2 separate regions of the Ovis aries genome follow, and region 2 is linked to region 1. The links are chromatin contacts, called in public Hi-C maps. All regions are on one chromosome and are shown on one strand. The core of a region is the stretch at or near the end of the contact, and the rest is flanking DNA. Distances in the headings are between cores, read along the strand shown. Region 1 overlaps GPA33 (glycoprotein A33). Region 2 overlaps CD247 (CD247 molecule).

The links. Hi-C and Micro-C count contacts between places; a contact is called where the count stands out from the background.
Region 2: a contact with region 1 is called in a Hi-C map of hypothalamus, with 6 times the contacts expected there. The contact joins two enhancer-like sites. A contact is called at or near these places in 11 of 16 Hi-C or Micro-C datasets (blood, hypothalamus, liver and 5 more).

The regions. Positions count from the first base shown.
Region 1 is chr1:119,188,707-119,194,653 of ARS-UI_Ramb_v3.0, forward strand. GPA33 (glycoprotein A33) reads right to left here. Exons shown (of 7, transcript XM_012185592.4): 4 at 1,118-1,270. Among named protein-coding and RNA genes, the nearest start is that of GPA33, 31 kb to the right of the region's middle. Within about 2 kb of position 3,440, at least 24 of the 54 cell types and tissues checked have an H3K27ac peak or open chromatin away from gene starts, as enhancers often do. A contact at or near this core is called in hypothalamus, where this site is marked.
Region 2 is chr1:119,640,564-119,646,465 of ARS-UI_Ramb_v3.0, forward strand. CD247 (CD247 molecule) reads right to left here. Exons shown (of 8, transcript NM_001009417.1): 2 at 3,873-3,976; 3 at 2,684-2,740; 4 at 2,021-2,101; 5 at 1,432-1,467; 6 at 639-695. Among named protein-coding and RNA genes, the nearest start is that of CD247, 80 kb to the right of the region's middle. Within about 2 kb of position 4,533, at least 24 of the 54 cell types and tissues checked have an H3K27ac peak or open chromatin away from gene starts, as enhancers often do. A contact at or near this core is called in hypothalamus, where this site is marked.

The sequences.
Region 1 (5,947 bases), core at 2,190-4,689:
TTGACACACTCAGTAAAAACTTGCCAGCTAGAAATATGTAAACAAATCCAGAATTTTGTTGAAATCCATAACACATCTTCTATTTTATGTTCAATAGAGCGGGTTCTACTAATTCTTTTTTTTTTTTTTAACTTTTCAGAAGTTGTTGTTTTACCCCCCAAACAAATGAATGGTATAGAGAGCTTAAGTCCTCTTTGGCGGGAGCCCCTGTCTGCACCCTCACGTGGTGGGACCCGCTCTCCCGTCTCATCTCCTCAGACCTGTTGTCTATACCCACTGCTCCACCACTCGCTTCCTTTCCACCCACACTGGATAGAAAGTCTTCCCAGAACTTAATCCAATGGGACTTTCCAGACCTTGTCTTTCTTGATCTTCAGGAGTGGTGGGTGCAGCTGGCTAAGCAGCTGGTGGAAATAGGGCCCAGGGATTCCACTGGGGTTTTCCCACATCGGTTGACTCCAAGGTAATGGCAGCGGGATGTTTATATAGCTCCTTTTTTCTTTCCAGTTTGTTTCCTGATCGAAAGGTCAAATACCAAACTGCCTGGTACAAAACCAGTCTCCTGGCAACCACTGCAGAACCTACCATTTCCTTCCTGAGAATGTGGGAACCTCATAGCAGACCCAGTTGTGTAGTGGGTGGGACCATATAATAGGGTTGAGTTTGGGGTGGGAACCAGGGCAATCCGAGATATATCTGCCTAGATAAGGGATGGAAATAGAAACTTCTCTGTCCTTAAGTGGAGCCACAGAGTTAGACTTGAGGACTCAAATGCATACTTTAAGACATAATCATAATCAAAATTAAACTCCCACCAGCACTTGTGCAGCACTGGTTACTGATATATGCTTACTCGAGAGAATTAAGTTATGGGGAATAAAGAAAACAAGTAACATGTACGATGTTATTATTTGTCACAATAACCTATGAGGTGGGCACTATAATGGGAAAAATGCTGCTTAGAGAGATGGTCCAAGGTAATCCAGTGCAAAATACAGGGGGGAGAGGCAGCCTTCAGGGGCATCTGACTGGTCAGCCCAGGGTCTCCTCTGGCAGTGCTAATCACATCAGTGGCACCTCAATGTGGGGGACTGGCCTTCCTTGCAGACCTTTTTACCTGGTGTTACTTGACGCTCTTGGTGCAGGACATTGTAGCTCTTCCAGCTGTACTGAGGGGCTGGGGAGCCCTCCTTTGATTGGCAGGTCAGCTGGATGTCGTTCCCAATGACAGTCTCTCCCTGGATGCCGCAGTCTGGCTTGGAGGGCGGCACTACACAGGGGAAGAGCCAGAGAGAAGCCAGGAATTAGTTGGGGTTTGGTGACAGCCACTCCCTCACCCCAACACACATGAACTGCCTTGTTTGTTCACAGGCAAAGAAAGGTAAAAACCATTCTTAGCTCGCACAGCATAGAAAACAGTCTGCAGGCTGGATTTGGCTGTAGTTTGCCTACCCTTGGTTTCAGTGAAAGCCTCTCTCTCTGAAACCCTTCAATGCTAACTTCTTAGGAATGTTCCCTTCAGTTAAGCAGAGCTCTTCCGGTGCTTTGCTGATGAAATGGAATTACCACAAGTGACTGGGTGATGGAAGAGCCCCCTGGCGGCAGCGGGATTATGTGCAGGGTAGAGAATGAGGGCTGAGCTGATGGAGGGGGTAGGAAGGAACAGACACACATGAAAGAAGTCCACAGAAAGAAGGCTGCGAAAACCAGCAGGCCACCCACCCTCAATGCACAGCCTAACCTGATCGCTTAGAATTCCTGAAGACCTTAAGCTAGGGTTGTTCACTCAACACTGTAAGTTATCACACCACTGCGTACAGTGGTTTGTTCTATAAAAATACTGTATACCTGACTCTGCTGGGCATGGAGATAACAGAGTGTGTGAGTTTTTGTGTTTAAGGAATCCAGTGGAGGCAAAAAAAAAAAAAAAATGACCAGGCAGGACGCAACAATGCTGAGACAGGAAAGGCATGACAAGGGACACTGACTTAGTCATGAAGCCAGTAGTGGAGGTGCTGGGAGGGGTGGAGAAAGAGAGGGATGGCACTCCAGCCCGAGGGAGCAGCCTGTGCAAAGGCCCTGAGGCAAGAAGACTCCAGGCAGTGTCATTTTTGGTGGGAGGAAGAGGACACAAGTGGAAAGTACTGTTACTGAATTCCTCAGTGGCAGGCCTGTCCATCCTGCTTCTTTCTTTACATGCCCCCTTGGATGGCTTGCTTGCCCCAGTAAACAATGATGCCCTTTCTACAGTGTAGACTGCACAGGCGCACACTCACTGGGCGTGGAGGCTGAATTCCAGTCTCCGCTCGGCCCAGGGCTGCTGGGAGAGGCTATCCAGGAGGCACCTCTCCCCTCTAGCTTCACATCTGCTCTGGTATTTGCTGTCCGACAAAGGCAGGTGGTTGCTGGGTGTGCCCCCTCATTTCCTGTTGTCTTGGTGAGGGGCAGTCAGGCATGGAGCAGCATGGGGCAAATCAAAGGCATTTCCCATTGCCACCCTAGTCAGTTAGTCCCTAAAACTAAAAGGCCTTAGGTTCAAGAACAGGACTCAGGTATCCATGCCCAGACCCCGGGGACTGAAGCAGCCTGGGGAGGAAAAGGCTGCCACCCATGGGCTACTCTCACAAACAGCTCTCTGCCCTCCCTGCTGGCCCAGCCCGCAGGTATCTGCAGGACAGAGAAAGAGAGCATCACTTCTGAGGAGACTGGCTCCTGGTCAGAGCTGTTCATGACCCAGGCTTCGTGTCTTGAGCTCTCCAGAGGTCCAGGAACATCCCTCCCTACCAATAGAAACTCTCACCCTTGCTCCCAGGTACTCCTTTAACAGGATCCTCACCTTTTATTCCACAAAAGAGACTGGCCACAAATACAACACCACCTTCGAAGTCTCTCACTGACTCAGAACCATGCTAAGGGTGCATGACTAGTAGCCAGCATATGCTGAACATATCCAGTGACTAGCTTTCTTACGCCACCATTTGCTGAGGGAAAATTATTAAAAACAAATCCCTAATCCACTCTAAAGGCACCAGTAGAAATAACGGCAAACAAGGGACCAACCACTTCCTAGGAGACCCACGTTATGGAGGAATGTGTCAGGGTCTTTTCCCCAGGCCCTAAGCCACAGCCCTCAAACTACTTTCCCACCTCAGCTCATCCTAGGCACCGCCAGCCCCCACTCCGTCCAGCCCCTCCCGGAAGCTCCCCTCCGCAGCCCTCACCATCAAAAACAGCTAGGACCTAGAATCATACAGATCTAGTTCAAACAGCCGTTCCACCCGCTGAGGGGGGTTGTAGGACTCTTGTAGATCTTGGATTCTCAGTTGGCGCGTCCCAGCTCCTAAATAGATTGTCGATTTCGCCTGAATATTTATAGAGGGCGGAGTGATGGGAGGGAGCGGGTCCAGGCCTCTCCAAAGCCTGCGACTCCCGCTGCAGACGTCAGGGGGCGCCAAAGGCCGGGAAGACGATCAGTCCTGCTCGGCTTCGCCAGGTCCCGGGTCCCCTGGCCAGGTGACTGCCCCTTGGTGACCAAGACGGTTCCCCTCCTTCCGGAAGCTCCGTGCTCGCTTCAGTTTACTGTGAGGTCACGCAGCCTGAATGGACGACCCCATTTAATTCAAAAGCTGTTCTGCCTAAAATCAGCCCAGCAGCAAACCATTTGGAAATAAAACTTGTAAAAATCTTTTTTCCTGGGTTTACTTAATATATAGTACCAATTATCTTTCTAAAGCAAAACAGTCTTTTCACCGAGTTTCATAATCTCAGATTAAATTTGTAGTCTTTGCTCTTCGAGTTTAACTAATTCGTCTCATAAGAGCAGCTGGTCCTAAGAGAAGAGAGGGGGGGAAATCCGGTCATTCATTCACACTTGAATTGGGCCCTGCTGCCCTGCCTGGCAATGGCAGCCCACTCCAGTACTCTTGCCTGGAAAATCCTATGGACGGAGGAGCCTGGTAGGCTGCAGTCCATGGGGTCGTTGAGAGTCAGATACGACTGAGCGATTTCACTTTCACTTTTCACTTTCCTGCATTGGAGAAGGAAATGGCAACCCACTCCAGTGTTCTTGCCTGGAGAATCCCAGGGACGGGGGAGCCTGGTGGGCTGCCATCTATGGGGTCGCACAGAGTCAGACATGACTGAAGCGACTTAGCAGCAGCAGCCCTGCCTGAAACCAGCTTGCTGCCAGAAGAAAACCAAAGCCGTTAAATACGGAAGCCAGAGGAGCCAGAATCAGCCAGAGAAGGGCCAGGTGGAGCAGAGTGAGGGACTCAGCTGGGGGTGAACCAGGATAAGGGAAGGGGGTGAGGAAGGGCAGACAGTGCAGAAGAGAAGCTGGAGGAAAATGCTCATTTCCCTGGCTGAGTAATATCTCTCTCGGGAGCTAATGCAGATAAAATTAAGTGCTGTGAACACAAAACGGTTTAATGCAACATTAATTATAATAGCTTAAATTGGAAACAGCGTCCAGTTCTGGGACAGAGGACTCAGCATTCCCTTGCTGAAGTGGCATGAAGCTTAAAGAGCAGCAAGTGCTAAGACAGCATGTAATGATATGAAATGAGAAAAGTTCCTATGGTTAGGTTACAAATTCAGTTATGTACAGAAATAAGTATGTGGATAGGAACTGGAAGAAAACATGGAGAAATAAAACCCAATGATATATGTGAATGTTTGTCTTTTTTTGTTTCATCTTTCTTTAAATTCGTATATTTTTAAGAGGCAAGGGGTCACCAAACACAGCTATATGTTTATTTGCGTCAGGACTAAGGTCCTTGGAGCGGGAGAACAATAACAGTCCGGCAGAGCAGAAACAGGCTTCTTTCTAACAGTCTGCTGCACTAGAGATTTTGGCACGAGGAGCTCTTCACAAACAGGCAGACTCTTGATTCCACGAGGCCAGGAGAAAAACACATCACAGCGCTCCACCTGGTCTGGGTCAACCGAAACACAGCTGTAAAAATGCCGTCAGATAATAAAATGTGATGGTGTCAGCCTCGTCCAGGAGATTAGGAGAGGTGTTCCTACAGCTCTAAGACCATCAAAGCTCCCCGTGAAAACCTTGAAAGAAATATCCATGTACTCAGAGGGCTATGGCTCTTCAGTGTCCCAGACCTCGGTTAAGACCTTCAGTGTGGAAGAGCAGTTACAGAAGCTCAGTTTTCAGTGAGTGACGCTTCCAAATGGGCATGTCCTGTGGACAGTGGGCACATCCATGGCTGGCACTGCTCTGCCTCTCCAACCTTCTTTCATTAGCATGGGCACAGGAAGGGCAAGACACAAGTTAATGCAATGACACCATAAAACATAATTGGCAGCTTACATCTGCCACAGAGTGAAAGAAAGGGTGTGCCGAGAAGTTGTCAGCCATGAAGAGTTTGGGAATCACCCAAAACTGGAAGGCTTGATGGTTGGGAACAGTGAAGGGATTTGAGCATCAAATCCCTGTTTCCATCAAAGCTTGGACACTCTCTAGTGGTCACTTAACTGCTTGGGTCTCAGTGTTCCCTTCTATCAAATATGAGTGTTAATACCCACTGGCACAGATGTATTGCAAAGATGAAATGAGATCATATCCGTAGAGGACTTACTGAGATGCCTGGCACATAGCAAACAGAAGCTCAAAAAAGGATAGCTGTTATGGTTGTGAATTTGGTGTTATCTAATGAACGGACGCTTACTCCTTGGAAGGAAAGTTATGACCAACCTAGACAGCATATTCAAAAGCAGAGACATTACTTTGCCAACAAAGGTCTGTCTCGTCAAGGCTATGGTTTCTCCAGTAGTCGTGTAGGGATGTGAAAGTTGGACCATAAACAAGGTTGAACACCAAAGAATTGACGCTTTTGAACTGTGGTGTTGGAGAAGACTCTTGAGAGTCCCTTGGACTTCAAGGAGATGCAACCTGTCCATCCTAAAGGAAATCAGTCCTAGTTGAAACTCCAAT
Region 2 (5,902 bases), core at 3,283-5,782, 450 kb after region 1:
GAAATAAATTTTAAAAAAATTCGCATCTAGTCATTTATACTCTGGGAAAGGCAACTATGTCATGGGTACAAGCTCCAGCTGTAGAGTCTGTTCAAATTCTGGCTCCCCATCAGCAGCTACGTGACCCTGGGTCAGTTACTGAACCTCTTGTGCCTGGAAGGGCACACATGTCTCATCAGGTTATTGTGGGAGTTAAATGAGACCATCTGCCTGGTAAAGCACGAGCCAGGCCAGCTTTGTGGGTAAGCTACATATGCAGTTACAGAGGGACCAAACTTAGAAGGTTCAGTGCTCCACGCTCACCATCTGGAAATTCTTAATTGCTTATGAACAGGGGCCCTACCATGCCAAGTGCTAAACATACTTTGACACACATTAATCACATGATTATTATTAATGGTGACAGATTTTACCTTTTTTTGCAAAGCATAGGCCATTTTAGAATTTAACTTGGTTTTTAATCCTGAAGAGCATCAGGCCTTTCTGAGTACCTTATCAAGAGATGACACAGCTGGATTAACCTTTGCCTCTGGCGGCCATCCCATGGGCTTTTGCGGGTGCCAGGAGGAAGGGATGGGACTCTTGGAACATCCCCCACACCACCCCAGCCTGGGGAACAAAGAAAGGGCAACACTCACGTCACTCTTCATCCCGATCTCACTGTAGGCCTCCGCCATCTTGTCTTTTCTTAGCTCCTGAAGAAGAGGGCATGAGACACTGGTTTACCAACCAATGCAGAAAACTGTGGACTCCCCTGCAAAAGGAAACCTCTAGATTCCCAAGTTGGGGGGGGGGGGGCGGGGTTCTATATTCAAGGCTCCAACAATCAGCTCCAAGCCCACCATCTTCCTCAGCCCTTTGGAAACCTCTGAGCTGCCAGCCCTTTGCATTGAGCTGAGAAGCTCAGCTTAGAACCTGAGATAAGATGTGGAGTCCTAGCCAAAGGTTGCACATGTTGGACAATGCAAGAGCTCACTCGAAGGCCCAAGATTATTTATTTAAGCAAGTTGTCTCTCTACATAGCCAACGCCATAGGAAGAAGTAGCTCTCTTTACAGCAGGTTACCCCCTGCAGTAGTCCCCCACACACTGATCAACACCCAGGATGGGGAGGTTTTCATCAAGAGGCGAAACTCAGGGACTACTCTGGCTCCTAGGAACAGGAGTCCCTCCCAGGGGCTTGCCCAGCTCGACCTCCCTGTCCCTGCTAGGTCCCAACCAGGCTGATCTGAGAACTCCAGCGGCAGGCCGAGGGGCCTTCCTACAACCAGCCACTGCAGGCAGCAAGCAGGTGAGGCGGAATTCCGCCCGGGAAGTGAGAGTCAAGTCAGGCAAAGACTGCAGGGCGAGGAGCCAAAACCTTTGTCCAGAGCCCTTCTCCAGCCCTACCCCCCAAATTTCCAAGGAAAAATATGCCACCTCCTCTACTCACATTATACACGACTTCGTGGGGGTTCTTCTTCCTCTGCTGGGAGAGAGAAGGGGAAGAAGTTAGCAAGGGAGAAACAGGAATCCAGGCCAGGAGAGCTGAGGCACCCTCCCGCTGCCCCTTCCGCCCAGCTGTGGGCTCCCCCTCAGCCCGCGTCCTCCCTGCGCCCCTGCAGCCAGCTTAGCCGCCGGGGGCCTTCATGGCCTCCTGCTGCCTGAGGCATACAGACGTGCTCTCACACCCAAGCTGAGCTCTGCTCTTAAGACCCCACCTCGGGCCTCCTCCAGCTGCGCCCTTTCCCACAGGGTGTGGCATCAACAGCTGAAAAGGCAGAGCTGCTGAGAGTCTGGTATTAGCGTTGCCGCATTCATGCTGTGAAGGCCCGGGTGACCCAGGAAGGAGCCCCGGGCGGCGGCGGAGGACGGGGTGATGGCCAGCGGTCCGCCTAGCGAGGCCTCTCTCACACCTCAAGGTCCAGCATGGTGAAGAGCGCGCTGGCCCCAAGGAGCTCTCTTCCAACTGCCTGGCTGAGCCCGCACACACACTCACACTCACTCTCACACACATACATGCAAACACAAAAAGGCCCTACCGGTTTCCCCCCCATCTCAGGGTCGAAGCCCCCTCTCCGATCCAGGACTGCATACTCCTCTCTTCGGCCGACATTCAGCTCCTAGAAGAGGCAGAAATGAGTCAGAGATGAGAAAGGAAAGCTCAGGAGGATGGGGCCAGTAGGCCAGGGAGTTCTTTACGAGTGGAGCAGGGATCACACAGATCTTCACAAAGGAGCAGGGATCATCTCAGAAAGCCTCTCAGAGAACATATTACTTGGGCGGGGGTGGGGGGGGGGGTGGTAGGGGTGGGCATGATCTATTCGATCAAAGTCCCATTGCACGGAGGGAGTGAAATCGCTTCTCCACCGCAGGGAAGTACTCTTTCCTTCTCCACCCCCATCCCGCTGGTCCGTGAAACCGCTGCCGGGCCGGGGCTCGCTTGGAGCAGGCACTGCACCGAGTGGGCGCTTGCCGCGCAGCACACCGCCAGGGAGCGGCATCCTCCCAGCACCTCCACGAAGCAGGCGTGGTGACTATCCCCGTTTTACGAGTTAGGAAACTGGGTCCCAGAGAGGTTTTTAGCCCGCAGGGCTCACAGCCGCGGACCAGACCCACAGCCGAGCCCCTGGCGGCTGTTTCCCCCACGTCCCAGGAGAGGCGAGCACCTTCTAGGCTAGGCTCTCCGGGAGAGGCGGACTTACGTTGTAGACCGGGTTCTGGCCATGCTGGTAGGCGGGGGCGTCGGCACTCCTGCTGAACTGGATGGGGAAGAGGAGAGAAAGCGCTTTACTTTTTGCGCGGGCAGCCTCGCTCCGCTTCTCCACTGCAAACGGCGTGCTCCCTGTCTGCTGGGGCTGGGCCCCTGCGGGCCCCCGTGGCGTGAAAGCTTCATTTCTGAGCCCAACTGTCCTTCCCCCTCGCAGGGGTCAAGCTCAGTCACCGCAGGTGCCCCAGCAACCGCCCTGGTTTCCGCTCCCGGGCCCGTGCCCTCGCGCATGCGCAGAAGCGCCGGCCTCGCGGGCCGCACCCACTGCGTTCCCGGCTTTTCTCCTGGCCGCTTCCTCCCAGGGATTCGGAGGACTAGTTGAGAGATCCCACCTCCATCGTGACCCCTGCACCCGGGTGCACTGTGTCCGTGTGGCACTGTGTCCTGAGGACCTGGCCCAGGCACATGGCCTCGCTCTGTTTTCAGTTCATGCCCCTCAGCTGAAACTGCAGGTCTTGCAGATTCAGAACACTGGGAAACACCTGGCAGATGATCTAGGGCAGCGTTCCTCAAACTTAAGAAAGCAAGACATTGTTTCTTATAATAAAATGTTTTGCTAAAGTCCAAAATCAAAAAAAAAAAAAAAAAAAAAAAGGTTAAGGCACAAAAGTCCTATGGCCACCCCAGCCCCAGCCCCAGCCCCTCCAAATACTGCAGGGCCTGCAGGGCCCTAGGTGAAAACCAATGCTCTGGGTTAATCTTCCCACGTACAGATGAAAAACGGGTTTGAGGAGAAAAGGCTGGCCAAGCCTGGGTTTGCAGTTGGACAGCAGGGTCTGGAAAGAGACTGCAGGCCTCCACCTCTCTGCTCTTCACTGAAGCATAACCCCTTTTCCTAGCAGAACCTCTGCCTTGAGACGCCTAAAGGTTCACACATCTGTATGACTCTTCACTAAGACTCCAGCACCAGTGTACAATCAATTGAACACTCATCCTCCCACTCTTGTGTGGCTAAGCAAAACATCACCCCCCACCTCTCCAGCCCACCCAGTGTGCACACTTGGTCTCTGTTTTGCCCATGGATACCAACCACTCATGCTTGAGACTTTCCAAGACCAAGGCCCTCTAAACATCCACTGAGTTGGGGAGCCCATGCCCTCCCCGCAGAGGCCAGTGGCACCAACCTTTGCTCTCAGAAACAGGGCAGTGACAATAACGCCGTAGATGAAGAGGATCCCATCCAGCAGGTAGCAGAGTTTAGGATCGAGCAGGCCGAAGCTCTGTGCCGCTGTGTCGAGAGATGAGATTGATTAGCCAGGTCCAGGTGAAGGAACATGTCTGCCTGCACGGGGCAGGTACCGTGACAGGTCAAGGAAATCATGATGAAGGCTGGCTGCATTCTCCATACCCCATTTGACCACAACCTCTCTCCCACCTTGGACCGGCCTCTGGGGAAACCTAGCCTGCCCCAGCAGTGGACCTGACACCTGGCAGGGCCACAAAGCCTGGAAGACAGGAAGGAGGCAAAAACTAAGTGGGGGAGGTGAGATTGCCCACTGTGCGCATTGTGCAGGGGAACACCTTGGGCTGCTGCCTCCCAGCCCGGGAGCCCAGATAGGTGCGAGCCCCGTGTGAAGCGCGTCATCTGGAAGCCACCCCAAATTGCCAAGGGGCCCCTCACAGTATGCACTACGCAAACTAAAGTACAGTGGGGTTGGGGAAGGAGGTACAGTAAACATTCCGGTTAAACAAGAAAAGCATTTTTTGAAAGCTCACTGCACTGTGAGAGAGGAGACACGGATTTAGCCTAGACTGTTCTTCCTGCCAGGTATGTGTGCAGCAACTCAAGTGTAAAATGGGGTGTAGTAGGCGTCTAACTCCACCCCTGCCTGGTATCACGGAAGCCACAGTCCCGCGGCCGCAACCTCTCCCTGGCCGAGGGCGCCCTCTAATGGCCGCCTGAAGGACTACCTCGAGACTAAGGCAGTGGACAAGATGTGCGCTTGAAGGCCTCTTCCTTATTAATTCTGTGACTTGGGGCAAGTTATTTACCCTAGTTCAGCTGCCTCTTCTGTTGACCAGGGTGAAAACTATAACATTTCTTTAGTGTTTACTTCGTGCTAGACAAGTAATAACTTGATGATGTAATAACTTGTCAGTTTCTCCCAACAGCGCCACATGGACACAGGCAGGGAGAACTTGGATTTAGCCAGGAGCCCTCAGCGAGTAAGAGGCAGGTCAGGAGAGCCCAGGTGGCGTATCTCCCCTCCTCCCCTCGTCCCCGACCTCCTGGGCCCAGCCCTGCCCTCCCTCTTGCAGGAGCAACGTTTTGGCCTCTGCCACAAGCTGTGGGAGCAGGTGAGTCAAGGCTGCACCCTAGTCCCCAACCCCAGCCCTCTTGAATCCTTCTGTTCTCAACCCTTTGACTCCTTCCCTAACTCAGGACGCTCCACCCCCACCCAGGCACTGATTTCTTTGTAAACGTTCCTAGTCCTTGCTCAGAAACCGTTTTGTCTGTCTGAGTAAAGTCTGAAGTAGGGGATCTGAAGGCCACTCCAGTATTCTTGCCTGGAAAATCCCATGGACAGAGGAACCTGGCCAGCTACAGTCCATGGGGTCGCAGAGATTCAGACACGACTGATCACACACACACACACCACACACACTGAAGGCCTATAAGGAGACAAGCCAGCCCCCAGCAAAGGCCATGTCTGGTGGCCACTCCACCCTAGCTGGGGTAATTTGTTTTTCCTTTTAGGACTGGAGGGGTGTCAGCGGAGATTTATTTGGGTGGTTGAGATTCAGAAAAAGGGTTGGGAGAAAATCGCTTAGTTGCCTGTCACATAAAATGAGAACAGAAAAATTACTGGACAGTAAATTTAGAACAAATAAGGAGAAATATTTCTTGGTGTTGTGCAGAGCCAGTGCAGTGGTGGAGAGGATTTGGCCCCTCCCCAGAAATAAGTAATAGGAACACATTTCTTTTTTTTCTTTCTTTTTGAACAGCAGCATGATTTCATGACCAAAGACAAATGTGCTATGTGTGGTTTGGTCAAAAAAAGGATATTAATCACCACACATACCCCAGGGTAGGAAACTTCCCTCTGCCGAGTCCAACTGTGACCAGGCTAGCAGAATGGGACTGAGGAAGGCAGTGATAATCCAGAAAGTTCCTTGAAGGGACCCAGGGCCTAATTCAGTTGTGTGGTTAATT